2 separate regions of the Mus musculus genome follow, and region 1 is linked to region 2. The links are chromatin contacts, called in public HiChIP or PLAC-seq maps. All regions are on one chromosome and are shown on one strand. The core of a region is the stretch at or near the end of the contact, and the rest is flanking DNA. Distances in the headings are between cores, read along the strand shown.

Evidence for each region. HiChIP or PLAC-seq counts read pairs in DNA pulled down with a chosen protein or histone mark.
Region 1: an H3K4me3 HiChIP or PLAC-seq map of bone marrow-derived macrophages shows a contact between it and region 2, with 6 times the contacts expected there. The contact joins two enhancer-like sites. A contact is called at or near these places in 2 of 15 datasets of contacts at CTCF or cohesin (large pre-B cells and pro-B cells), 26 of 484 Hi-C or Micro-C datasets (the C10 cell line, CD4 T cells, CD8 T cells and 18 more) and 3 of 115 datasets of contacts at active chromatin or transcription factors (bone marrow-derived macrophages, cardiomyocytes and thymic regulatory T cells).

Annotation. Positions count from the first base shown.
Region 1 is chr1:60,939,465-60,942,816 of GRCm38.p6, reverse strand. The region is part of intron 9 of Gm34649 (a long non-coding RNA gene); the gene reads right to left. Among named protein-coding and RNA genes, the nearest start is that of Gm34649, 20 kb to the right of the region's middle. Within about 2 kb of position 1,591, at least 58 of the 459 cell types and tissues checked have an H3K27ac peak or open chromatin away from gene starts, as enhancers often do. A contact at or near this core is called in CD8 T cells, Th1 cells, bone marrow-derived macrophages and 1 more, where this site is marked.
Region 2 is chr1:60,157,293-60,160,288 of GRCm38.p6, reverse strand. No RefSeq gene overlaps it. Among named protein-coding and RNA genes, the nearest start is that of Nbeal1, 22 kb to the left of the region's middle. Within about 2 kb of position 1,373, at least 52 of the 459 cell types and tissues checked have an H3K27ac peak or open chromatin away from gene starts, as enhancers often do. A contact at or near this core is called in CD8 T cells, Th1 cells, bone marrow-derived macrophages and 1 more, where this site is marked.

The sequences.
Region 1 (3,352 bases), core at 342-2,841, 780 kb before region 2:
TGTGTAGTACATATGCATGCACACATGTATGTGGACACAAACATGTGTGGGTGTGCATGCATGTGTGTACGCTTGCAGAGGTAGCCCAAGGTCAATGCCAGAAGTCTTTTTTGAGCATTCTCCACCTTATATATTGAAGCAGGGTCATTCACTAAACCTGGAGCCTGCTATTTCAGATAATCTGAGTAGACAGCTTGCTCCAGGGAACTCCAGCACCTGCCTCCCTTATGCTGAAATTAAAGGCAAGCTGCCACACCCACTTGGCCTTTGCAAGGGTTCTGGAGCTCTTAACTCTGATGGTTCTCAGTCTTGCATGAAAAACACTTAACTAACAGAGCCATTTCTCCAACCTAAAAGAGCCTAACATGTTAGAGGTCTCCAAAAAAGGAGCAGAGAAAAAGAGTTGGGGCATCTAAAGAAAGAAAAATTGGCTCGTGCAACTATAGAGGCTGGCAAAGTCTAAAGGTCTGCTGATAGCCAACAGAGCCCCAGGGGAGTCGCTATATGCTTCTAGTTTAGATTGAGATTAGCCTGAGGATGAGGAAATAATTGGTGGCATTATCAAGTATCTGGGCATCGTGTGGACCAGTGAACAGATAAAATTAGCTACCAAGGTCTTTCATCAATAGACTTCTGGATCTAAGCCAACAAAAGACAGATTCACGTGACCCACACAAACACCAATGAATCTATCCTTGACAAATGCTAATGGCCAAGGTGCTGGTGGAGATGAGGGTAGAGCAGGAGAAGGGACAGGCCTCCTTGCTGAACCTGTTCTTTAAGCTGAAGAAGAAGGCAGATACATGAGAGCCAGCGATGGTCGCCTCCTTTACCGTGAAACTCAAACCGTAGATCTTGACATTTACAAGTGAAATAGAGAAAAGTTAAAAGGTAACATACAGGCTCAGAGACTTTCATGTCAAGGGGGGGGGGGGAGATTCTGCAAAGGGAGAGAGGCTATTGAGAATGGCACTACAGTTCTGTGGTTTTTCTAGAAAGCAGGGGCCACAGGGTTTGGCAGTAATAAGCTACTTCCATACCCTTAATATTCACAAACACAGAAGATTGAGGAGAGGAAAAGGCCACAATAGAAACAAAGTAGGGGAAGAAACTTTCTTACCAACTGGAATTTTACAAACCACAGAATTCTCTGCTGGCAATCTTAAAGAGCCCCACAATGAAGATTAAACCTATGGTCTGGGCCCATTGGCATTCACATCAAATACCCCATAAATGCTCAAAAATGAAAATAACAGGAAGGGGGAAAAAAAAGAAAAATCTCTATAGAAGTTCCAAGTAGGGTAAAAAGATCACCAAAAAGAAATTTTGAAGCTAAGTCAGCACTTTGTAGTGGGAAGTGAAAGAGAGAAGAGGAACTGAATTTCAAAACTCAAGAGAAGCTCCATAAGTCAGAAGGTACCATTTGTGGATCTGAGTACAATTTTCTCTGGGATTTGTTTAGTGGTAGCAAATTCTCTATCTGCAGTCCATTGCTGAGGCTACATTAGTTTTCAGGCCATCATATGGACCACATAGCATAGGAAACCCAATCAGAGGCAAGAAGACTCAGCTATTGCTTGAGTGTGAGCCTATAGCTCATGCCCTCAGTGCATTAGGGAGAACACCTAGCGATACCACAAGAGCTGCACACCTGACCAGCAATATCCTGTTTTGAAAAAACTAAAGAAAAGTCAGTTAATTGCCATCATTTGAAGATCAAATCTGGTTACTACCTTCTAGGCTGAAAATCTTCTTTTTCTAATTAAGATCCTGGAAATCTTCCAAAGGGGATGTGTGCCCTCACCCAGCCCCTCCTACCCAAGAAAGCAGCTCTTTGCCTTGTGCCACAGCAGAGAGAGAGAATCACCCATGTCCGGGTGTGTAGAAATGGTACCTTGTTTCCTGACCACTCTTAGAACTGTAGCAAGAGGTAGAGAAATTGGAAGCAAAGGAGTTGGAACAGGGAGATAAAGCAAGGGAGCAATACCAAAGGGGAAAAACCCCATGCTTGCTTCTCTCTCATTTCCCCTTTCCAAACACAATCTGCAGAGGAGCTCAAACACAAGCTTTCTTTTCACTTTTCCAATAAGTATGTTTGTTACCCCTCCCACTGAAGGAAGTTTTCCAAACCCTGTTGGTTTGTCTTAACAGGTTGGAGGGATTCCCATTAGAAAAGAGACACTGGAGAGCCCTAGTTAATAACTCCTGAGCAGGAGAGCACAGGTCACATCTCTCTGGACAGGTGGCATACAATACACTCTGTGTCTTAAGCCAATGCCAGTTCTGAAAAGGACAAGATGGAGTAACTGGTGTTTGTCAAGCAAAGCTAAGAGATGAGAAGGGATGGGGACCTCTGCCAACAGGATGAGCCGCTCTAGGCGACAAAGATAAGGTCACCCAGGCATTTAAAGGGTTAAGTCAAGATGAGCAAAAAGAAAAGGAATAAGCTGAGACCCGGGGTAAGTGAGACAGAGATGGCCCACCACACAGTTCGTGACTCCAGATCTCATGCATCATGGTATCCAGTATTTTAGATTTGCTATTTTTGTTTTAAAATTATGTGCATGTGTAAGTGTGGATGCCACTAGAGGTCAGAAGAGGGTGTTAGACCCCTTGTAGCTGGAGTTGTGGGTGGTTGTGAGTCATCAGATCTAGGTTTCTGAACATGGGTCTTCTACAAGAACAGTACATGCTCTCGACCACTAAGGCATTCCCTTATCCCAGAGTGTTTTAGATAACATGTCACCCATATAAGTTATACTCTGGTGCCCCTTCTTACCAGACCATTCTCATCTTAAGGAACTCACTTCCTCTCCAAAGATAGAGACCTTTGACCACATGACTCAAGAATGCTATAACAGAAGACAGTTGTATCCTCAGCTAAGTTGGGTGCCCTGATCATGCCTATGGTCCATCCATGTCCTTGATGATGCAGAACTTTAGGGTTACTTGACTCCAAAGAATGCACCTGCCCATTCAGGTTGTTCCTGCAGGATCTTCAAGTTCCCAGGATTTCCTGAATCCCAGCCTTCAGTATCTGTAGGGTTTTCTAAAGTTTCCTTCTATCCCAGTGTTTACAACATGGATCCCCACATCCCTCTTCAACTACATCCTGTCTATAAAGTTCAACGAGCTGTGACAGTACTGTGCCACACCACTTTAACAGACTCCAAAACTTCTCCATGTTTTGAGTTCACAGTGCAATAAGATGAGATCACTGGCTCCTCTAAAGTTCACCAAGTTGAAATTCTAAATGGAATGCCTCTGTGGGAAATTCTTGAAACATGGGAGAAGAAAGCAAAGTAAATTTCTCATCCTGGTTTTATTTCAAAGACCACAGAGGCAAGAAATG
Region 2 (2,996 bases), core at 124-2,623:
GGGCATCAGATCCCATTACAGGTGGTTGTGAGCCAACATGTGGTTGCTGGGATTTGAACTCAGGACTTTACCCGGTGAGCCATCTTGCCAGCCCCATAATTCCTTCTTCTGTCTGTGTAAAATATTCCATGTTAAGTACATGCCATATCGTGTTTATCCATTCATCAGTTGATGAATACTTGGGCTATGTCCCCTCCTTAGCTATTGTGAATAATGCTGTGATTAGAGATGCCATGCAGGCATCCATGTGAGTCCATTTGCCTTACAACAAAGAATGGAATTGCTGGATTATATGCCAATGTTTTACTTCTCTGGCACAGGCAAATGGGAGTTATTTTCCAAACTAACCACAGAAGGAAAAGTTACTAGTCATTTGAGTTACATTAAGATTAAGAGGGTTTTTTTGCATTTAATTCCAGCACTAAGGCAGGAGAGTCAGGCAGATCTCTGTGAGTTCAAAGGTAGTCTGGTCATACTGAGCTCCAGGCCAGTGAAGTCTATATAGATAGTATGACCTTGTCCCAAAATAATGAAACAAGGCTTGGTGGCAGTGGTGCAGGCCTTGAATCCCAGCACTTAGGGAGGCAAAGGATAACAGATGTCTGAATTTGAGAGGACAGGCTGGTCTACAGAGTGAGTTCCAGGACAGCCAGGACTACACAGTGAAACCCTCTGTTGAAAAACCAAAACCAAAGAAACAAAAACAAAGATTAAGAGGGGCAAAGGATATACCCCAGTGGTAAAAGTGTGTGTTGAGCACAAACAAGGCCCTGGGTTCAGTCTCTAGCAAATAATAATAAAAACTGTTCATGGATAGTTGTGTAAAACTATGGGCTTTTCTATGCCTACTGAATAATGACAAGGAGATCTTTACATTTATTAAAAGCTTTAGGTAGATACTCATATATTCTAACCAGACTATGCTGACCTGGCCTACCTTCCCAGCCACATGGCCCATTACCTGTCATCTTAGTCTTGCCCTGGGTCATCCTTCTTCATCTATGTCCCTACCCTATGTCGACTTCCCTGTTCCCCTTCCCGAGACCCTCTCTCACTTTCCCTGGGCCAGAAGTCTTTTCCTCTCCTGCCCAGCTATCGGCTGTTCAGCTATTTCTTTAACCAATCAGAAGGTTATGGAGAACCATGGTTTACAAAACACCGAGTGAGGATATGCTTCATAATAATGACTGCAACCAGATCTTTGGGTGCAGAAATCAGCATCTGGATACACAATACACAAAAACATCCCCCAAAAGTTGCCCTCCAAATTCTAGGTAAATAAAGTTAGCCAGCAGCAGCCTGTGATTCTGTACAATGAAGCTAATTCAAACCACAGCAGTAGGAAACCGTCCATCCTTCCTGTGGTCTGACAGTGTTTCACTGAAACCCTCAAGATTCCAGGAAGACATATATTGCCCACTTTCTCTTGATACTGTTGATTCTATATAGGCACATAAAATCATTCATGACATGAAAGTAGAGGGAATGGGTGAGAAAAGAAAGATACTGGTGGGGGGATGGGGAGAAAAGGGTATTGGGTTGCACTATAATAATTCTTTTCCTGCTAAGTTGAAGATGGCGTGATCCCCAACATGCAATTCTATTTCAGGCCTGGTTTGCTTCTGCCCTCTGCTGGGTGCTGGGATGGTTACTCTTGGTTGTCAACTTTATTACATCTGGAACCAATTAAAAAAACCAAAACCAAAACCAAAACAAACCCCAAGCAGCTGAGCAGACCTCAGAGGGATTTTTTTGACTGTATCATTTAAGGATGAAAGATCTGCCCTAACTCTGGATCATTTGGGGTGGGAAGACTCGCCCTAAATCTGGACCACACCTTCTAGTGGCTGCCCACGTGAAATGACATGAAAGAAAGCTTCTGCATTTTGCCTACTTGCCTTCTCTTTAAGGAAAGTTCATCTATTTTGTAGCTTATGAATTCCTCTACTGATAGTAGATGTTAGAATGCACTTCTTCAGGATTCCAGTGCACACTGAAGACTAACAGCTTTCTAGGACTTCTCTGCGTCTCTAGCATGAGATTGGGACTGCTGACCCATCACTACTACTGGAATCTTGCCTTGAGATAGCCATCGTGGGGTTATTTGAACCATTCTAATAAATGTGTGTGTGTGGATGTGTGTGTACATGCACATTCAATTGTTTGTTCCTTTAGAGAAGCTTTACTGATACACTGCTGAGTAACCTTAGAGCTTGGTAAGTGAAAAGGGAGGGCAACCTCAGAAGCTTCAGCAAGTGAAGCTGCCACTCTCTGAAAGGAACAAACTGACTTGATAAGTTGGACTTGTTTGGATTGTTTTGTATGTTAGCACCACCACCCCAATCAAGTGGCAAGAGTCTTGTCTTGTCTTGTCTTGTCTTGTCTTGTCTTGTCTTTTCTTTTCTTTTCTTTTCTTTTCTTTTCTTTTCTTTCCTTTCCTTTCCTTTCCTTTCCTTTCCTTTCCTTTCCTTTCCTTTCCTTTCCTTTCCTTTCCTTTCCTTTCCCTTTCTTTCTTTCTTTCTTTCTTTCTTTCTTTCTTTCTTTCTTTCTTTCTTTCTTTCTTTTTTAATGTCTTCTTGGAAAACTCATACATGGAAACCATTATGTACTTACTACTTTTATAAAACAAAGTCTGCTAGTACTGTTTAGAAAACAAGATCGGATTTGTCACATGCAAGGTAATGAGCGTGTAAACTGGTATGATATGTTTGCAGAGTGGAATGGGAAACCTAAGTGTCAGGTCCAGGAGGGCAGTGCTGGTGACAAGCCAAAGGTTTAAAGCAGATCTCTTAAAGTGCTTTCTGTTCAATAGAAAGTTTCCCTAATCCTCCAGGAACCTTCCTTAACCAGCTCATAAGGGTCAACTACCTTAGGCAAGAGCACTAGTTCCCAAGTCAATCTGGACAGCCCAAATCCAGTCAGAGCCCCACCCTGCTAACTGTCATAAAATCTACTTGCTTTGCCACTATTCTGCTCTTTCTGCCCAGCCCCCAACT